Regions from separate parts of the Mus musculus genome. Here regions 1, 2, 3 and 5 are each linked to region 4. The links are chromatin contacts, called in public Hi-C and promoter capture Hi-C maps. All regions are on one chromosome and are shown on one strand. The core of a region is the stretch at or near the end of the contact, and the rest is flanking DNA. Distances in the headings are between cores, read along the strand shown. Region 1 holds the start of Cth (cystathionase (cystathionine gamma-lyase)). Region 2 holds the start of Ankrd13c (ankyrin repeat domain 13c). Region 3 holds the start of Lrrc40 (leucine rich repeat containing 40). Region 4 holds the start of Acadm (acyl-Coenzyme A dehydrogenase, medium chain). Region 5 holds the start of 4930592C13Rik (RIKEN cDNA 4930592C13 gene).

Region 1 (2,700 bases), core at 8-2,507, 4.0 Mb before region 4:
GAACTGGACTCAGAACTGTTTCAGGCCCTTCTACTCCTCGGTGTTTTCTGTGATCTCATCAAAATGTACTTACGTCTTTAGAGATGGCTCAGGGAGCAAGAGCATTGCCCGCAGGAGCATTGGTTCCAGAGCACCAGGGCTTGGCTTTCTCTCCCACACGCAGATCACATCTGTTTCCAAATGCAGTTCCAGGGGAATCCAACAGCCTTTCTGACCTCTGTAGACATCAAGTATGCATGTGGTGCAATACACACACACACACACACACACACACACACACACACACAAACACATCGTTAAAATATACTCAGGCTGAGAACATACTTTAAAAGGAGAAATACTAATCAAGCAAGCATGGTAACCCGTTAGTGTTTCAGAGGCTACCCGCTTCCCCTGTGCCTCTGGCAGTGTACACTTGGTTCTGGAAGGTGATTGTGTCTGGAGCTAATTTGAAAAGCATACTGATTGTGTTTGCTCTTCGTAGCTTTTCCAAACCGTAGCTTTTAAAATCAGTTGTTTATTCCTTAACACCTTCCAAATTCGTTCAACAGTGTTTCAAAGTTTTAGGTTCGGGCTGGTGAGATGGCTCAACAGGTAAGAGCACCCGACTGCTCTTCTGAAGGTCCTGAGTTCAAATCCCGGCAACCACATGGTGGCTCACAACCATCCGTAACGAGATCTGACTCCCTCTTCTGGTGTGTCTGAAGACAGCTACAGTGTACTTACATATAATAATAAGTAAATATAAATAAATCTTAAAAAAAAAAAACAAAAAAAAAAACAAAGTTTTAGGTTCGACTTCCCAGGTACAGAAACTCCTTAAATTCCCCAGTTCTCGGACAAGGTGTAAAATTAGGTCAAAGCTACGTCTTTTTGGGAGCAAAGCTTGGGCCTTAAGGCCTGATCTTGGCCAGAGTAGAGACGCGGGCGCTGGTGGCACAGCTGTGGCGGTCCTCAGATCCGAGGGAAGCACCTGCCTGCGTGACCCTTGCCGGAACTCTGGGGCCACGCGAGGCTGCTGGAGGTTGCGTCCCTATCCTGCAGACAAAGGGGATCTCTGGGCTGAGTGCTGCACCTCAGTGCTGAGGTGTCCCACGTGGGCACTGCTCTGTGCCACTGGGAGGCGGGGCAGGAACGATCGGGGCAACACCTCCACTGCCGACCAATAAGCAGGGCCGCTGCCTAGGGACCAGCGATGATTGGTTGCGTCGGCCCCTCCCCACCCTGGATATAAGCGCCAAAGTCCAGAAGGTTTTAGCCAAAGCAACACCTCGCACTCCTGCCCCAGCATGCAGAAGGACGCCTCTTTGAGCGGCTTCCTGCCTAGTTTCCAGCATTTCGCCACTCAGGCCATCCACGTGGGACAAGAGCCTGAGCAATGGAATTCTCGTGCCGTGGTGCTGCCCATTTCGTTGGCCACCACATTTAAGCAGGACTTCCCGGGCCAGTCCTCGGTAAGCAGCCGGGCAGGGCTGGGCTGACTGTGGGAGCGCTCGGGACATGCGCTCTCTGCGATTTTCAGTTAAAAACCAGAACTGTAAGTTGTTGAATTCTGTAGCATCGAAGCTACCTGCAGCCAGTCCTACTTTGAAAAATGAAGGCTCTTGGGCTGGTGAAATGGCTCAGCAGTCGTGCTGACTAGTTTTATATCAACTTGACTCAAGCGAGAGAGGAGGGGACCTCGATTGAGACAATGCCTCCAGTAGATCAGGCTGCAAGCAGGCATTTTCTTAATTAGAGATTGATGGGGGAGGATAAGTCCATGGTGGGTGCCCCCCCCCCCCAGGCTAGTGGCCCTGCGTTCTATAAGAAGTTGGGTGAACGAGCCAGTAAGAAGCCACCTCTCCGTGGCCTCTGCATTAGTTCTTGCCTCCAGGTTCCTGTCCTAACTGCTTTCCATGGTGAACTGTTAAATGGAAGTAAAATAAAAAACTCTTTCCTCCCCAAGTTGGTTTGGGCATGGTGTTTATTACAGCAGGTATATAAAGGTGCTTGTCACCAGACCTGACTACTATAATTCAATCCCATAATCTATAGGATGGAAGGAGAGAACCAACTCCTGTAGTTGTTTTTTTTTTGTTGTTTGTTTGTTTGTTTTTGAGACAGGGTTTCTCAGTGTAGCCCTGGCTGTCCTGGAACTCACTTTGTAGACCAGGCTGGCCTCGAACTCAGAAATCCGCCTGCCTCTGCCTCCCAAGTGCTGGGATTAAAGGCATGAACCACCACCTTAGTTGTTCTTTGATGCACCCAAAGGCTTGCACTCTCCCTCTCTCTCCTTCTCTCCCCCCTCCCTCTCTTCTCTCTGTCCCCAGTCTCTTTCACCCACTCCGTCCCTCTCTCCCTGTCCTTCTCTTCCTCCCTCCCCCCTCAGTCTCTTTCTCTTTCTCCTCTCTCTCACACACTAAACAATGAAAATCCTAGAATTAAGATTAGTTTCAGTCGGTATGTTCAGTTAATAGCTAATGTGTATTTATGTACCAAGTGCGTACTTAAAATCTATGTGTGTTACATGTAGAGTCTCACTGAAGGTTAACAAGAAGGATCCTAGCCTGAACTAAGGTCTCAAGTGTTCAAACTGAGATAGCTGAGATAATAGGGTTATAAGATTTAATTTATCTTGAACCCCTCCCTTCTGCAACTGACTCCATGGTGCTGCACTGTAACTGAGCTATGTAATAGTTCAAGCCATTTCATCATCTA
Region 2 (2,700 bases), core at 140-2,639, 4.0 Mb before region 4:
CTTTGGGAAATTAAATGCGGACACATTTCAGTATGGCTTTCAAAAACCAGTGTTTACAGCACGAGGTCAGTGACGGATAAAAACTCACATCTATCTGCGCGTACCTGGGCGGTGAAGACCGGCAAGAAGGGAGGGAGGGAAAAAGGAAACGTTCCCTAAAACCCAGAAGACCTGCCTGGATGTGAGATAGCCCGACCTTTTGGCACTCGCAAAGACTGCCGCAGAGAAAATGCAACCTGTCCCGAAATGCTCAGGTGGAAAAGAAGAAAACATCCTTGCTGCACCCTGACCCCTGGCACGCTCGCTGCACCTGAAAAGACTCGAGGTTTTCCGCCAGAGGAAAACACGGTGCGGGAGAAGGGACCGGGAACCCGGAGGCCAACGGTCACCCCCACCCCACCTCCGAGGGGACGGAAATTAGGCAAAGCTCACCATGATTATCTTTCTGTCCGATATTGTGCGTGCGGATGAGCGAGGACAGTCTCCTCACGTCCCCCTTAAAGACGCACTCGTGGACCGGGTAGAGCGAGGGGCAGCCGCCTCCGTCAGCGACTAAAGCGGGGTTGCTGCCGCCCAGGCAGGCCGGGGCAGGGCAGGTGGCAGTCACTGCGTTGTGCTGCGGCGGGGCCGGAACGCCGGGGCCCGGAACGGCGGGCGCCTTCAGCTGCAGCCGGTGGTGGTGGCTGAAGATCTTATGGCAGGCCTTGCCGCCCTTGCCGCTGCCGCCCGGTCCGCTTCTGCCCCCGGTGAAGGCGCCGCCGAGCGCGGCTGTCGCCTCCTCCTCGCAGGGCTCCAGCACGTCCCCGTCCTCTTTGCTGGGCTTGTGGTCCCTCCGCAGGGAGCGGATCTTCTCCCCGGTCATAGCCGCCGCGGCGCGCGGGACAGGCTCCGGGAGGCTCACCGCGGGCCGAGCCGGCGCGGCGGCGGCGCCGGGCGATTAGAGCGGCGGCCGCGAGCCTAGCACGCAGCATGAACTCCCGGGGCGACCGCGGGTCCGCGACACGCGCATCTCCCGGAGGCGGCGGCCCTCGTCTCGGACGAGGAAAGCCGCAGCTCAAGAGACCACGACCGCACGACGCCCGGCGCCGCCGCCGCCGCCTCCTCCTCACTCGGAAAGACCCGGCGCAGCCATCTTTCCCCGGCTCCTCTCGCGAGAGCTTCGGAGGAAACGCCGCCGCGGAGTGTTAGAGGGCCGCTTCTGCGCTTGGGTCAGGGTCCGGGCAGCGCCCGCGCTCCTCTCGCACAGGGTTCCACCCTGGGCCGGGCCCTGCGGCTGAATTCAGACCCAGACTCAGAGCTCTGACCTGGTGCTCTGGGCCTTCGTAAAGGAGGAGGTCAACGGCAGTTACGAACTCTAGCTTAAAGGCTGAAACCCTGTTTGTCAACCTCCCTCAGAACGACGTAGGAAGACACCACCGGATATCGGACGTGACGTCACTCAGCTGCGCTGGACCTTCAGTAAACACTCGCTAAGACTCTGCTGGGTTCCCTAACCTGTGCAAGGACTTGCTCAGGCTGGCAAGGCTGTAGGCGAGGAGAGATGGCCAGTTATCCTGGAGGAATCTAGGGCCTGACTTTGGAATTCAAAGGCTGTTTATTACACCGGGAATGGAGGATTTTTCAAACAGCTGTTAGTTGAGTGTATTTGGGACAAACGTCAGAGTTAAAGTATGTGGAGGATGCTTACTTGAGGAAATGGAGTAATTGTTTTTAAATAAGTGGGCAGTAACCCGGGTGAGAGATGATGAAAGCATGCTCTGGGATACAGTGAATCCGGAAAAAGCTTAAGACTCCTTTAAAAATGAGTTCAAATTTAGCATATTGAAGTTGGAGGTCCTTGGTGTTTTTACACAGAGTGCTAGTTATACAGTTTGGAATTTTGGACATAAATTCTTTGGAAGTAGGAAACGGATCTTAGATCAGATTCAGGAATTGCACAGTAACCCAGCGAAATAAAATGGTGTAGAACAAAAGTGCCATAAGACGTATAGAATGAATAGTCGAGGTAGTGAGTGGGAATCAAAGCACTGTGTGTGTGTGTGTGTGTGTGTGTGTGTGTGTGTGTGATGAAATTGTGAACATTTAGAAAACTAAACTGAACATGGTGGCTCACATCAATAAGTTCCAGCACTCCAGAAACTGAGGAAGGGCAAAAGGATTGATCACATGGATTCAAGGCTAGCCTGAGCTACAGAGTGAATGCTGTCCCAAAATTAGTAGATGGACCAGTGACATGACATGCCACTGAGCATTCAATCCCTGGGACCCACATGGTAAAAGAAAAGAACCCATTCCAACAAATTGTCCTCTGGTGCATACCCACACACACACACAAAATTAGTCTTAAAAAAAAAAAAAAAAAACAGTAAATAGTAGGTAGGCAGCCAAAATCATGTACCTAATTACTGGCTGCTACCTCTTGATGGATGTTAAAACTCCTAAGTGTTCTTTCAGTGAAATCAAACACCATGAACATTTTTTTTTAAGACAACCTATTGTGGTGGTATATGCTTACAATCCCAGCACTCGGGAAGTAGATACAGGAAGGTTGCCTCAAGTGACTGTTCTCAAAAAACAAACATCTCATCCCTTTAAACTTTGAGGTTTAAGGCTTATAGTATGTAATGGGTAGGGACATCAAAATATGAGTACTATTAAAGATATTTAGTACAAGAAAAATGTAAATTCTGAGATTCTGTA
Region 3 (2,881 bases), core at 278-2,777, 4.1 Mb before region 4:
CTGCCAAACGAACCAGTATATCTGTCTTCTCTCAGGTACTCAGGACATGGGTAGAAAGAAGGAAGCCATTTCTTGGCCACAATATAATCCAAATGGCAGCTAACCCAGTTCCCACCACAGTCCTTGTTGCCCTGTAAAACTTCAAAAGTCAGGCTTCCAATGTCTACATTTCTGTCAGCATTCTTATTTTCCAACTTCCCATAACAACAAAACAAACCAAAACACAGTCCATTATGCTCTGCCCATAACATTCAGCTTTTTTCCTAGACCTACATTCCAGAGCCTTCCACATTCTAGCCATATAAAATAGTTCAAATATCCTAGGAACCATGTAGTCAGATTTATCCACTTTCTGGGTACCAATTTCTATTCTACTCTTCTTTCCAGACGCTGTGGTAAAATACCATAACAAAGAACCTTAGAGAAAAAGTTTATTTTAGCTCATAATTTCATTTGCAGGCCATCAGTCAAGATGGCAGGAACTTGGAACAGCTACTCACAACACAACTACAATCAAGAGCAGAGGGAGAAATGAATTAAGGCACGCACACTTTTTTATACGACTCAACCTTTGGATTCAAGACCCAACTTAGGGAATGGCACAACCCACAGTGGGCTAGATCTTCCTACATCAATTATCAATCAAGACAGGTCTTCATAGACGTTCTTCATAGAGAACATGATCTAAATAATCCCTCATTGATTGTGTCAACTTGACACAAGTAATCATCACATTCAGTAAGCATACACATAATGTCTTTACTTAGTCAACCTTACAGATACATAAGTACATTATTAGAAGTGGAAGATTTTAATCAATGCAAGTAGAAAAAAATATTACAGAAAGAATGCTTCACTTCTCAATCCTCTCTTTGTCTCTGTCCTCTCCTACCAAACACATACACTACAAAGGTATTTATTTATACTTAGTAATATGTAGATTTGTGCTTGTTGATCATTCATAGGTTTCTCAGGATGTTCTCAAATTCATATACTCCGCAGCATTTACTCTGAATTAGTACTTAGGATAAGGAGTATGTTTGTCATTGGGATTTTCCTCAAGTGGAAGAAAAAAAAAGGCTAGGCTTGAAAGAAAATTATTCTAAGCTCACAGAGGGGAGCTGGTAAAACGAAAATAAGAGGAAGGCGAATCAAATACCTGCCTATCCTCTATCTCACAGCGAATTTACTCCCAAACTACGATGTTTATCCCGTATTCTGTGGACATCTCAGTGAACACTTCGAGTAAGTCAAGGCCAGTCTTAGCAGGGCCACGGAGCAGGCGCGGGTGGGTGCACAGGGGACCAAGAGGATGTTCGCGCGCTGCCTCACCTTCCCCGAGGTTCCTTCCCGCCAAGTTGAGTTGGCCGCTGCTTCTCGCTGCCTTCAGCAGGCCCTGGGGAACAGAGGGGCCTCTGTCCTTGCCCTCCGCGTGGAATCCCGCACGAGGGTCAAACCTAGGGGCTCTCAGCTGGCGCGACATATTCAAAAGCTCACACCGGAAGCCCCGACCACGGCTGTGACGTTTCAAGGTGCCATGGCTGGATAACCCCGCCCCTTCCGCCTCACAGTAATCCGGGCCTTGCCCTAGCTGCGCGCGCTGATGTCGTCACCGCCAGCTCCCGGGACCGCAGGACCGACGAGCCCTTCCGTTGCCCTCACCAACCTCGCCCTCAGGAGAAACTTCTTTCGGGTAAGTGCGTCTAACGGGCTGAGAGGTCCTCGTGGGGGGAACATGGGCTCCCTAGACAGCGCGGTCGGGCATGGCTGCGCTACCCAACGTCGCATCAGAACGTGGCGGCGTCGAAACCTGAGGCGCGGCCTGTGGCCCTGGGCGCCAGGCCTGGGGATCGCTGAGTTCAGTGCGGTGATCGAATTGATCCCGGAGAACAGGATGGCGAGTGACACGAAGCTTGGCCCTTAAGCTTAAGTACCCACCTGACAGCTAAAAGCTGTGGTGAAGGGCTCGGACTTCGAATCCTGCTCGCTTACAGACTAACTTATGCAGTTGGTCCCACGCTTACGAAGCTCATTTTTCACTGATTTACCGATAATCCAGTCTTAAGAAGTTTTAAAAATAACTTCGGATAATGAAAATGTAAATACTGACCTGGCATGGTGGCGCACGTCTTTAATCACAGCACTAGATTAGGCAGAGTCAAATGGATCTCTTGAATTGGAGGTCAGCCAGGTCTACACAGCGAGTCCAGGACAGCCAGAGCAACAGAGAAACAGTCTCAAAAAAGAAAAAAGGAAAAAAAAAAGAAGAAGAAAGAAAGAAAGCAAAGAAAATTTAAATGCGTAGTTTTGTTGTAAATACAAAAAAGAAAATTTTATTTAATAAGTAGCGATTTCCTGCTTAGTTTTTCCTGGAGTTTACAAAGTATTGATATATTTTCCCAAACGAAGAAGTAGCCCTCAACTATCCAGGGCTGGGGATATAATTCCCTAACGTGGGCAGGGCCGTGAATCCTGTGTCCAGCGCAGACCAAATTCTTTGACTGAAATTGATTTTCTATTACATTCCTCTTTAAGTTTAGTGTTTCTTTTTGCACACGTGAATAGGGTTTCACGTGCCCTGGTGCCTCAGGAGGTTAGAGAACAACTTGAGGGAGTGGGTTTTTTTTTCCACCAACCTGCAGAGCCATCTCACCAGTATGAAATGGTTATGAGTCTGGGGGATGTTTAGAGATTCACTAGAATGCAGCGCCCAGCCACCTCAGTCGGGTTTATAAAGGCAAAGAATGCAAAATTACAATGTGTTTATGTTCAAGCAGAACAAATTTATTTACAGGAACATCAGTTAAAAATATATATCCTTAGCAGTCCTTAACATAGGAGGTCTAATTTTGCCTAACTACAGAGATTTTTAACTTTTAAA
Region 4 (2,710 bases), core at 176-2,675:
GAGCAAAGAAGGTCATATTTACATCAAAGTACTTTTCAAATACTTTAGTAGAAATGTTACAGAAAAAAAAAAAAAGCCATAGGCTTCCAATGCTATCTGACAACATTTGCCATCTGGTTGGTGGGAGGTAGGTGTGTGCCTGAATATTCTAAAGAATGTACCTAATGGTCACAAAGCTGTTAGCTTACACATAAAGGAAGGCAATAAATGGCTGCCAAGGAGGCTAAAAATGGCACAGATAATGTTGTTTGTGGACCTGGAACATTCCACAATCAGAGGTTTAAACAGCTCATCAGACTAGCAGGCCATTCAAAGGAAGATACCTTTTTCTGGAATGTTCCCTTACAACCATTAGAAACTATGTTTCAGGAAAGATTGTTGATGTTGAAAGATTAATCTTATAGATCTGAGCATTTATCTCACAATGGAATCCACATACCTTTTCTAGGCTTTGGTGTGCCTGACAATGCTACAGGTAAGACAGAGAGAAGATGAGAATTTTTCATTGTTCATTAGTCTCAAAAATAAGCTCCTGTCTCCCAGTTCCTTGAAGCAGAGAGCAAGAGGACTATTGACAGCTTAATCTTTGGCAACTAAGGTACCCAACACTAAGAAGTTTTATAATCTCTCATCTTTATAACACCACAGCTACCATCTCAGACACAAGGTCTAACTGGAAGACAATGGGAATTTAAGCAAAGTTTACAAACTCATGAGCAAAATTTCACTCCCAATGTTCACTGTCTGGGGAGCTTTTGGATAGGCTCAGCTTGGGTTCCCAAGGATGCTTCCCACATCTATATAAGTGGATAATAAGTAGCCTTGAAAACGTTCAGAAAAATAGATGAAATAAACACTATTGTGCTTTGGTTTGTTTAGGTTTTGCTACTTGGCTCTCGCTGGCCTCAAACTCGCAGTGATCTTCCTTCTCAGTCTCCTGGCACTGAGATGTCTTAGTCGCCCTGGCTACACATGCAGCTAATTTCCTATTTAAATTTTAAGGAGTACAGACTACCTATCGATCTAGCCCAGAATTTGTTGTTCCAGTGAATACCGGAGCCATAAAGAATCTGACTCTCCAAGTAAAGGTCACAGCTGACTGCTAGAAACGTCTGGCTGCGCCCTCTGGCCTAGATTCGGGTCCAGCTCTCCCGGGCAGCCCTCTGGAAAGAACGTGACCTTCGGGCTCCGGTGACACTGGGCACACAGTCTTCTTCTCCGGGCCAAGCACAGAAGTTTAGGCTCGGGCAAGGTCGGGAGCAGGACGCATGCGCAGAGGGCCTTCAGGCCACTCCCTCTTCTGGCCCAGGTCCGGACCCGAGACCCTCCCTCATCTAGCCCCGCCTCCCAGGCCACACCCCTTGAGCCTGCAAAGACCACGCCCAAGGTCTTCTGCTTGGACCCGTCATCCCTCTGTCTCTCAGCCGAAGTCAGTCTGAGAGCTCAGACCTCATCTGTGTGTAAAGGGACTCCCTAGGCCACGCCCCCGAGGTCTGCAGACTTTGACCCGCACGCCTCCGCACCCCTAGAGTCTAAGGCCCGCCCCTCTCCTCCCTCCAAGCCACGCCTCCTGGGGGCGGGACCCCCGTCCGTTTTGCTTGCTGCACGGAGGTGGTCGGAGGCAGCAGATCGAGGAGCCATCATGGCAGCGGCGTTCCGCAGAGGCTGCAGGGTGAGCGGGTGACCGGGTGGTATCGGGAGGGTCGGCCCTACGCGGCCTGGGGGAAAGCGGGAGCCTGCGGGCGTCCCCCCGCGCTGCCTGCCGCCCTCCCTCACTGATCTCCGGGCTCTGACCCCTGCAGGCGTGGCCCTGCGGACCTGCTTCATTCTGGGTCAATGGGCTCAGCCACTTCTCTCCAGTCACCCACGCTTCTTGAAGGGAACCCGGTGTCAGAACCCTGCTGTGGCAGAGGCGATCACTTCCAAAAAACTTTGACTGTAGTCCCACCCCAGGAAGGCATCAGTGTGTGGTTCTGTAGCCACGGGCGTGAACAAGTGTTAGGATCCAAACAGGTTGATCCTGGGTGTGCACAGAACACAGGCACAACACGAAGGAAAGGGAAGTGGGCCGCTCCGCTCGCACCAACAGGGTTAGGACGCCTGTGGTTTTGTGATGTACAGGCACCCTTCCAAAAAACAAAAGGGAGACAAGCCTACCGAAGAATTTTCATGAAGCTTGCTTTCTAAATGTTGTACCCTGCAGAGTTTTGTCTCCTAAGCTGTTTTAACCACTAGTTTGTTATATTAGCGATGTGTTCGTACAAACCTCCATTTATACCACCTAAAACTGGACTGAAGTTGCCTCTGGCACCGAAAGCTGTAGTTTTAGAATTTACAACACCATTACTATACAACTCAACAGGTTCTGAAAGCAGAAATTGAAGGGTTTTAAAGTTATTTTTTATTCTGACAACAGAACTACAGGTTTCTTGGTGCCTCCAAGGACAAGAGAGGGAAAGTCTAACACCATAACAAAACAGAAAATGCATTCCTTTATCCTATTTTTCACACCGGGATAAAACCAAGAGTCAAATTTCTAAGTAATTCGTTACTTAGTTATGCTGTAGTTGCGGGCTTGAAGACTAAAGTTAGTAGTGTTCCCATATTGGAATTCCTTGGTTTTGGCAGAGAGCCAGGAATAATAAACGCAATTCTCTTCTGACTTTAGAGTTTCAGAGTGTCGTCGTTCTTTATATTGGGTCTCATTTTG
Region 5 (2,700 bases), core at 16-2,515, 3.6 Mb before region 4:
ACTGTCTCCTTGATTTACATATTCAGTACAAATAACATTTAGTTTCTGCCGAGTTTAGGTGTACAGGACTTTGAATGAAGGGTCCTCCCAAAATATACATGGGTGCTTTCAGTAAGAACACAAGAGCACAGTTTTCTACGAGTCACACAGAAGGCAGAGAGGCTGGTGTCTTAATCTCTGAAGGGTTCCAAAGTGTCACACAGTTCCTGCAGTGACAGTCCAAGAGGATCTCGGTTCTAGTCTGCTGACTTGGTATGCTTAGCCTGATATCAGTCTGATACCAACCAAGTGGATCTGAGTGACATCATTTCCTTGCTCTCCACACACTGCCCATGTTATTTCGGTGTTAACTGTAGTCGAGCAATGTATTTTCTAGCAAAGGTACTTCAGGCTAGACGCTCTGCAGTAGACAGAAGAGTAAACCCGGGTTTCCTTCAGCTCTGACTCTGGCTTTCCAAGAACACGAGCTGGTACATCACTTTTCTTTAAAAATAGGGACACCTATTCAGAACGATCTCTGTGGCCATAAGCGGAGCACACCGGCTTCCCGGCCACGTACGTGCCCAGGCCTCCTGCCTCTCGGCAGGAGGATGAGAAAAGCCAAGTCACTGGGGACGGATCGCAGGCCCGAAAGCACGGCGGCCGCAGGGAGGGAGCGAGGGACGGAGGGAGGGAGGGACAGCGAGCGGCCCCGGCAGAGCTCGGAGCAGGGCCACTGAACCGTGAGCTCAGCTCCGCGCGGGGTCACGTGCGGGCCGCCCGCGACCGCTCAAGGCCGGCAGCGACCGCCCCGCCGTCCCCACAAAGGCCGCGACCCCGTCGCCGCCCTCACAGGGACCTCCCGGCCACCCCAGGTCCCACGGTATCCCGCCACGCTCACTTCTTGTCAGGGCAGATCCAGTCCCCGTCACTGACTCGGAAATTCTTGGTCGACATCTTGGACGCCAGCAGCAGTGCCGCCCGCAGCGACGTCCCCACCGGAGCCGCGGGGGCCTCGCGCCGGGCTGTCCTCGCGCCGCCGGACCCGCCCTTCCCTGGGGTGGGGGAGAACTCACACCGCCGGACCGCGAGCCTGGAGCAGCGGTGCGGAGACGACGCCCAGGAGCCAGCAGCCCGTCCTGAGGCTCTGCTTCGCTTCGGCCTTACCGAGCTCCTGAGCAGGCGTTGTGAGGACAGCCCGGCCCGGCGGCCATCGCAGCCGAGTTCTCCGCAGGCCGAAGGACCCTAGAGAAAGGCGCTTCCGTTTCCGGGGCGGGGCTAGGGCGCAGAGGCGGAAGTGACTCGGCGCGGCTCGATAGCCCACGGGCTTGCGCGTTGCCTAGGGTTTACTGGGGCGAGCAATAAGGTGGGAGGCTCGAGTCTTTGGAGAAGATACTTTATTTTTATTTTTGGACAGAGACTGAGGATTAAACCAGGTTGCCCCGGACATTACTGTTTCATACATACCACTTGGAACCTCTGTCAGGCTTCTGTAGGCCACGTCAAAAAGATAAACTTTTTTTCCTGTGAGAACATAGGGTCTCACTTTTAGCTCCACCTGGCTTGTGTAGTTAGGCTGCTTAGTATTTGGATGGAAAAGTCATATTAATGAAGGGAGATATCTCTCCTTCTTGGGCTGTTGCTTAAAAACTTAGCTTTAAAAATATTTAATATGTGTGAGAGATAAGCCCTGTACACAGAGGAGCCACCCCAAGGTTTTAGAAATAGGAAATAGTATTGATACAATTCTGACCCCAACTCACTACCTTTCCCCAGATTTAACACTGGCCCTTTGGGTTTATTCTCGTTCTTTATAAAAGATTTAGTTCATATACTGTATGCTTATTTTTTAAAGTGAGAAATGGTACAATTTACTGTGACAGAGGGTTGCTTTTAGTTCCGCGTAGTTTCTGAGTTTGCAGTTAGTTGCATGTAGCTCACTTTTATTTCAGTCATGCATATTCACAATTCTTTCTTGTGACAGTTAAGCCCCAAACCCTGCACTTTGTCACAACGTGCATTCAAGTATTCTTTTTAAAAGATTATTTATTTTATTTATAGGAGTACACTGTAGCTGTCTTCAGACACACCAGAAGAGAGCATCCGATCCCATTACAGATGGTTGTAAGCCACCATGTGGTTGCTGAGAACTGAACTCAGGACCTCTGGAAGAGCAATCACTGCTCTTAACCACTGAGCCATCTCTCTAGCTCCCCCCTCCCCCATGCAAATATTCTTGCAAATATTCTTACAGTTAACACCCAAATCTATGTTTTGGCATTGTTGATCAACTCTCGTGAACATTTGTGCACACGGGTTCTGGCATTTATATTTCTCGCATATAGCTCTTATCCAGGAGAAAAAAAAATCATTAAACTGCTTTGGTTTTAATGTCTAACACTTTTGATACTTATATTCATCTTGATCATCTCACTTGAAAGCTCTTGGATGTATTTTATTCTGATAATTGTCCACACCTTCCCAGTTATTTCATATTGTATAATCACTGATTTTTTCCTGGATTTTTATCTTGGGTAATGTGGAATTTTTATTTTCTTTTAGCAAGCAATCCTGGGGTTGGCATCACAGGCTCAGTCTTGCGTGTGAGTAATGGTTCTATATCAGTTGGCACCGCTGAGTATTAGCTGTGCTTTTATGTGTGTGGGTGTTTTGTCTACATGTATGTCTGTGCACCATATGTATGCTGGGTGCCCTCAGAGG

The links. Promoter capture Hi-C pulls out the DNA fragments that hold promoters and counts their contacts. Hi-C and Micro-C count contacts between places; a contact is called where the count stands out from the background.
Region 1: a contact with region 4 is called in a Hi-C map of liver, with 5 times the contacts expected there. The contact joins the promoter of Cth here to the promoter of Acadm in region 4. A contact is called at or near these places in 1 of 39 promoter capture datasets (liver) and 2 of 484 Hi-C or Micro-C datasets (both in liver).
Region 2: a promoter capture Hi-C map of pre-B cells shows a contact between it and region 4. The contact joins the promoter of Ankrd13c here to the promoter of Acadm in region 4. A contact is called at or near these places in 3 of 39 promoter capture datasets (the C10 cell line, liver and pre-B cells) and 1 of 484 Hi-C or Micro-C datasets (liver).
Region 3: a contact with region 4 is called in a Hi-C map of B cells, with 7 read pairs. The contact joins the promoter of Lrrc40 here to the promoter of Acadm in region 4. A contact is called at or near these places in 3 of 39 promoter capture datasets (cranial neural crest, liver and pre-B cells) and 1 of 484 Hi-C or Micro-C datasets (B cells).
Region 5: a promoter capture Hi-C map of pre-B cells shows a contact between it and region 4. The contact joins the promoter of 4930592C13Rik here to the promoter of Acadm in region 4. A contact is called at or near these places in 3 of 39 promoter capture datasets (cranial neural crest, liver and pre-B cells), 3 of 484 Hi-C or Micro-C datasets (B cells, CD4 T cells and the G1E-ER4 cell line) and 1 of 9 other capture datasets (liver).

Annotation. Positions count from the first base shown.
Region 1 is chr3:157,923,620-157,926,319 of GRCm38.p6, reverse strand. Cth (cystathionase (cystathionine gamma-lyase)) reads left to right here and starts at 1,257. Exons shown (of 12, transcript NM_145953.2): 1 at 1,257-1,454. The coding sequence starts at 1,290. It overlaps 1810013D15Rik (a long non-coding RNA gene), which reads right to left and starts at 1,112. Exons shown (of 6, transcript XR_867796.2): 1 at 974-1,112; 2 at 74-217.
Region 2 is chr3:157,945,689-157,948,388 of GRCm38.p6, reverse strand. It overlaps Ankrd13c (ankyrin repeat domain 13c), which reads right to left and starts at 1,389. Exons shown (of 13, transcript NM_001013806.2): 1 at 433-1,389. The coding sequence starts at 862.
Region 3 is chr3:158,035,328-158,038,208 of GRCm38.p6, reverse strand. It overlaps Lrrc40 (leucine rich repeat containing 40), which reads right to left and starts at 1,527. Exons shown (of 15, transcript NM_024194.6): 1 at 1,333-1,527. The coding sequence starts at 1,483. It overlaps Srsf11 (serine and arginine-rich splicing factor 11), which reads left to right and starts at 1,603. Exons shown (of 13, transcript NM_001379531.1): 1 at 1,603-1,693. The coding sequence starts at 1,604.
Region 4 is chr3:153,943,358-153,946,067 of GRCm38.p6, reverse strand. Acadm (acyl-Coenzyme A dehydrogenase, medium chain) reads left to right here and starts at 1,425. Exons shown (of 12, transcript NM_007382.5): 1 at 1,425-1,672. The coding sequence starts at 1,643.
Region 5 is chr3:157,532,655-157,535,354 of GRCm38.p6, reverse strand. 4930592C13Rik (RIKEN cDNA 4930592C13 gene) reads left to right here and starts at 1,265. Exons shown (of 2, transcript NR_152231.1): 1 at 1,265-1,345. Zranb2 (zinc finger, RAN-binding domain containing 2) reads right to left here and starts at 1,190. Exons shown (of 10, transcript NM_017381.3): 1 at 881-1,190. The coding sequence starts at 936.